Linked DNA regions of Mus musculus: region 2 is linked to region 1. Evidence: chromatin contacts called from public HiChIP or PLAC-seq data. All regions are on one chromosome and are shown on one strand. The core of a region is the stretch at or near the end of the contact, and the rest is flanking DNA. Distances in the headings are between cores, read along the strand shown. Region 1 overlaps Prorp (protein only RNase P catalytic subunit). Region 2 has its middle 27 kb from the start of Nfkbia.

Region 1 (2,723 bases), core at 162-2,661:
TGAATGAACCCTACAGCAAAACCCCAAATGTTTAAAGAGAACAGAACAGATTATCAGTGAGGCACAGAGGCTGAGGCAGGAAGATTACCCAGGAATTTAAGGCTACCTGGCTATACAGTAGAATATGGGATAGTCTGGGCCTTTCTCAAAGAAATATAACAGGGGCCAATGTGATGGCTCAGAAGCTAAAGGTGTTTCCATCCAAGTCTGATGATCTGGGTTTGAGACCCAGGACTCACGTGGTGGAAAGACAAAACTGGTTTCTATGAGTTGACTTCTGGCTACATACGTGTTGTGGCATGCTCCATCCCCATAAACAAACAAACAAATCCACAGTAAGCAGACAAGCCAAACAAGCTGCTCACACTTCTAATGAGCCCCTTCCTACATGTCAGTGTTTACCTGATTGGCCCCACAACTATAGAGTTATCTGAGACCTACGACACTGGTTACCCTGTCTACATCACAATTAATGATGTCCTCAGAGAGTCAATCTCCATGAGAAAAATAGAACAACAACTTTACATAGGATTTGTTTCAGTTATTGCATTCCAAAGAGAAAATGAGCATGTAATGTGATTTCTGGGGGGAAAGAGGGTTTGGGAGGGGTGTTGGTTTGTTTTTGTCAACTTGACACAAGCTACAGTCATCTGAGATGAGGGGACCTCAATGGAGGAAAGGCCTTTATTAGACTGGCAAGCCAGTGAAGCCTCTTCCTAATTGATGACTGACGTGGGAGGGCCCAGACCACCGTGGGCAGTACCACCCTGGACAGTACCACCATGGGCAGTACCACCCTGGACAGTACCACCATGGGCAGTACCACCCTGGACAGTACCACCGTGGGCAGTACCACCGTGGGCAGTACCACCGTGGGCAGTACCACCGTGGGCAGTACCACCGTGGACAGTACCACCCTGGACAGTACCACCAAGGGCAGTACCACCCTGGGCAGTACCACCCTGGACAGTACCACCCTGGACAGTACCACTGTGGGCAGTACCACCCTGGGTGTGTGGTCCTGGGTGCGCAGGAAAGCAAACTGAACAGGCCATGCAGAATAAACCATTAGGCAGCATTACTCAATGGTTTCTGCTTCAGTTCCTGCCTCCAGGTTCCTGTCTTGGCTTCTCTCAGTGGACTGTGATATGTAAGTCAAATAAACCCTTTTCTCCATAGTTGCATATTGCCATGGTCTTTATTACAACTAGGCAGGAGGTCAGATCATGGCTGAAGAGACTGGAGTGGAAATTTGATTTAGTAAGAAGCTTTGTGTTTAATATATCTAGAGGATCCAGGGAAATTAACCGAGAGAGTATTTCAAATGAACCTTACTCCCTAAGGAACCCAACCACTGACCATCCTCAAATCGCACATGAACTGATATTTTTTTATACATGTACTGCCACCTACAGGACACGCAGGAATTAGGATGCTCGGGTACAGTGTACAGTGTGGGAGGGTGTGAAATGGAAAGCTGGCATATGACAGCCTGAAGTCCTCATGGTCATTTACTAACTTATCTTAACAGTATTTATTTTTCTGTCCCCCCCCCCAGGGGGCATTACTATATAGCTCAGGACATCTGATCCTCCTGCCTTTGTCTTTTATACTTGTTTAAAAATACCTACATTTAGAGGCTAGCCTGGGCTACATTGTAAGACCATCTCAAAACCCAAACCAAACCAACCCCCAACTTTCCTGTAATTCCAGCACACTGGCGGCAGAGGCAACAAGTCTGCTGTGCTCTAAGGCCAGCCTGGTCTATTACTATGAGTTTCGTGCCAGCTAGAAGAACACAAGGCCTTGACTCTAAAAACATACAAAAACCCCAAAGCCAAAATCTGAACAAAAGTATTCAAGGTTACACTGTGTCTACTTACCCTCAGCAAGGAAAGGCCTTGATAGAACAGACTGGTTACTATCAGTAAACAGAACTAGTGCAAAGGCAGCATTTAGAGTCCTAAGTTGTGCCAGGCAATGAGAAGCTGGGGGAAGTATAAAGGGGCCCTGCTGCTCAGGGAGAGAGGACAGAGAAGGAGGAAGAGCCTGAAGCTCACAGACATGCTTGGCTCCCAGGTGCACACTGCAGGAACCTGTAAGAACACCCCAGGTCTCAGGCAGCGTCACGCTCCCAAGGATACCCCATACCAGTGTGTTAAACTGCTATACACTGTCTGATGCATAACTAAGAGGAATCCATTACAATGACTTCTTAAAATTTGTTAAACAAGATCTACCCGCCATAGTTCAAGTGTTTATTTAAGGCACATCTTTCCTAGGCTGTTGGCTCACACCTAGATCCTCAACAGGCCAAGGGAGACAGCTTGCTGAGAGTTTACGGAAGGTCTGAGCTGAGACTGAGCCTCCATTTAAAAACAAAACAAAATCAGACAAAAGTCAACTCAGTACTTTGAAGGTGTCTGGATGGATGCACACGGTGTGAGAATAGCATGTAGCGTTTACATTTTCCTGTTTCCTAAGGAGCTCTGGTCTGTCCTCCCCAGGATTTCTAACTCTGCCTGCACAGTGCTGGTTACAATCCCTGCACCTGGGGACAGTCTGCTTGCTTAGGTTCCTTACGTGCTAAATTTCTCCAAATTTGCTCAGCCTTTGTGGAAATGAGAGGCAAGAGGGGCTGTCTCACTACCTACATTATATGTATGACAGTAAACACTGATGACGTAGGTGCCAAAGTCTAACATTATCTCAATCAATCAATC
Region 2 (2,723 bases), core at 78-2,577, 110 kb before region 1:
AATCTGTGGTTTGCTCATTCTGAACTGATGCAGCTGCTCACTCTGAGCCCCTCAGGGTGGGGAGGCACAGGCCAGGAGCCATTCATACTTCTGGGCAATTTGAAGTCATGTGCTGTGTGTCACCATGGCTGTGACTCAACCCACGGCTTGCCAAAGCTCTTTCACAAAGGGTGAAACTGCTCTGTAGGCGCTTTTTAAAGGAGGGCTCTCTGCCTCCTTCAACATGAGAAGAAAGCGACCTGTGCAGGAGATGGGCCTTTCCTGCTGTCAAGCGCAGCCGGCTCTCTCTCCCCAGCCCTGGGAGTTTTAACAATGGATTTGATGACTGAATGAACAACAGAGAAAAAGAATTGGCAAGGGGTTAGATCCCAAGAGCTTACACTGTTCCATGCATTCTTCCTTCCTGGGGAGGGAATGGGTCTAGAATGGCTGCCAGGAGGGGTCTGGTTCCCAGGGGAGGGCAAAGAGATCTATGTCTCATGGATGTGGGTCCATCCGCCTCCTTCCAAGAGAAAAGAGCAATCCCCTGTATCTAGATCTTTTCTAGAATAATAAATTTCTGGTGTTTGTTGAGGCCCTGAAAAGAGTCTTTCTATTATTGTTTTAGTATTATTGTGCTCCTTTAAAAAAAAAAAATGTGTAATGGCAGATGCCAAAAACCCAGGAGAAGCCAGCAGGGCCGGGCGTGCTGGGTAGGATGGGTGAGCAGCCACCCGTGGACCTCGGTCAAGCTGTACTCGGTCAGCCTGTCCGTGGTCAAGCTGCTCTGAAAGAGTGGGTGGAGGCTACTGCAGGCACCGTGGCTACAGCATCTCCACCTCCCCACTCTTCCTGCTTTGGGTGCTCCGTTGGGCGGGGCACTGTGGCTGGCGGACCTGCTGCCCGTCACAGCTTGCACGGACCACAGAGAGTGGGAGAAAGCCCCTCGGGCTCTGTTTGGCGTGGTTGGTGTGGCGTTTTTACTATTTTCCTTTTTCTTTCTTTACCTTCTGTGTAAACCACAGCTCATAATGGTCAGCCTGGCAGATGGAAACTGAAAGTCAGAGAGCATGTGGCACCTGAGACGCTCCCAGGAAAGCAGATGGCATGACAGCTAGGATTGGGTAAAGAACGGTCCTTGGCCTACCCTGGTGGCATATAGATCACCTTTCAGGTTCTGCCATCTAGATACTCAGAAGAAGGGGGTGGACACCAAAGGTTGGGTCTCTGAGGCACAAGGGCAATAAAGACATAAGCAGTTTAATTAGGCTGATCATACCAATGGCCAGACTGCACAGCCAAGCAGATCGTACTCAGAACTCAAGTTTGCTGTGTTTCCAGGACAGGTGGCCCCTGCCACTCCAGCTGCATGACTTCTCCTTGGTGGGGCCTCCCACAGCTGAGCTTTTACACCAAAACAAATAAAACAAAAGCTCTTCAGGCAAAACTGCTTTCAAAGACTGCTGTCTCTAAAAGGAAATTGACATGACATTTTCCCACAAGAAATTCAAAGAATCGCAATCGCGATTACTCAGAGCTCCTTCTCCACATTCTTGTGAACATTTGAGAAATTCCCAGTGCCTCCCGTTGTCGTCAGTCCGGGAAGCCTGGCGTGCCCAGCCCCACAGATCATAGCAACTGAGCTCATAGCAACTGCACAAACCACCGTGTGACGAGTGCGTGCATGTGTGTGTGTGTGTGTGTGTGTGTGTGTGTGTGTGTGTGTGTGTGTGTGTGTTCTCTCGATTGCGAATGCATGCGCAGGTGTGTGTTTGGACATATGTGGGTGTGTTACTTTGTTTGATAAGGAGAGGAAATGCAAATAAAGAAGAAATGACTTCTGGTAAATTTGGGTCTGAAAACTAACTGTCCCTTTCATCTCAGAGCCTTCCTCTTGAGGCTTTCTTCCGCTGAAGCAGTTTTCCAGGACACTCAGAGACACGCAGCCTCTTCCGTGAATAATCCTGTGAGACCTCCTACTTTGGGTATCAAATTAACTTCATGCCCAGCGACTCTTGAAGGAAGAAGAGCCTATTGGCCACTAGCCTACGTCCAGGGCAAAGTGAAACTGCTGTGAAAACCTGGCAAGTCTTGGCAACTGCCAGGAATGCTGCCAACAAAGGAGAAAGGGCCTGTCAAGCCCTCCCCTTGCGCTCTGTGGAGACAGACAGCTCACCTTGGGTTTCCTCAGACACATCTGTGGGAAGCTGAAGAGTGTTGGCAGGTGAACGTCTGTCTCAATTCCTAAGGAATCAAAAAATAAGACATGAAATAGGAGCGACAGGAAGGATGGAGGGGAGGGGAAACGAATAGAGGAGGGAGGCTCAGAGCTGGAACTGCAGATCTGTGTAGCAGGACCAGCTGCAGGCTAAAGAGCACAGCAAGCTCGTAGGCCGGCCTGCGCCCGGAATTCCAGGCAGTCGTTGGCTACACAGTGAGTCCAGCTCGGAAAAACAGCAACAACAAAACCCTGGTGCCCACCGCTTAGATTACTATCTCTCTCTCTCTCCCTTCCCAGGGCCTTGCTGCTAGGCAACTGCTCAACCACACAGCTACATCCCCAGCCCACTCCTTGAAATGTGAACAGTCTGAAATAAAGTAGGCTATCATATGTGCTGGGCTTCAAAGGCTTAGTAAGAACAAAAGAGGAGTGTAGCTACTTGTGACCTTTTCTCCCCAAAAACTAAAATAAAAAACAAACAAAAAAACAGAGTGTAAAAATTAATAAAAATATTTTTTCAATT

The links. HiChIP or PLAC-seq counts read pairs in DNA pulled down with a chosen protein or histone mark.
Region 2: a contact with region 1 is called in an H3K4me3 HiChIP or PLAC-seq map of the SCID.adh cell line, with 17 read pairs. The contact joins two enhancer-like sites. A contact is called at or near these places in 1 of 15 datasets of contacts at CTCF or cohesin (the NIH/3T3 cell line), 1 of 484 Hi-C or Micro-C datasets (liver) and 9 of 115 datasets of contacts at active chromatin or transcription factors (the 230-238 cell line, the SCID.adh cell line, bone marrow-derived macrophages and 5 more).

What each region holds. Positions count from the first base shown.
Region 1 is chr12:55,353,804-55,356,526 of GRCm38.p6, reverse strand. All of the region lies in intron 4 of Prorp (protein only RNase P catalytic subunit), which reads right to left. Among named protein-coding and RNA genes, the nearest start is that of Psma6, 44 kb to the left of the region's middle. Within about 2 kb of position 1,411, at least 28 of the 459 cell types and tissues checked have an H3K27ac peak or open chromatin away from gene starts, as enhancers often do. A contact at or near this core is called in the SCID.adh cell line and double positive thymocytes, where this site is marked.
Region 2 is chr12:55,463,870-55,466,592 of GRCm38.p6, reverse strand. No RefSeq gene overlaps it. Among named protein-coding and RNA genes, the nearest start is that of Nfkbia, 27 kb to the left of the region's middle. Within about 2 kb of position 1,327, at least 320 of the 459 cell types and tissues checked have an H3K27ac peak or open chromatin away from gene starts, as enhancers often do. A contact at or near this core is called in the SCID.adh cell line and double positive thymocytes, where this site is marked.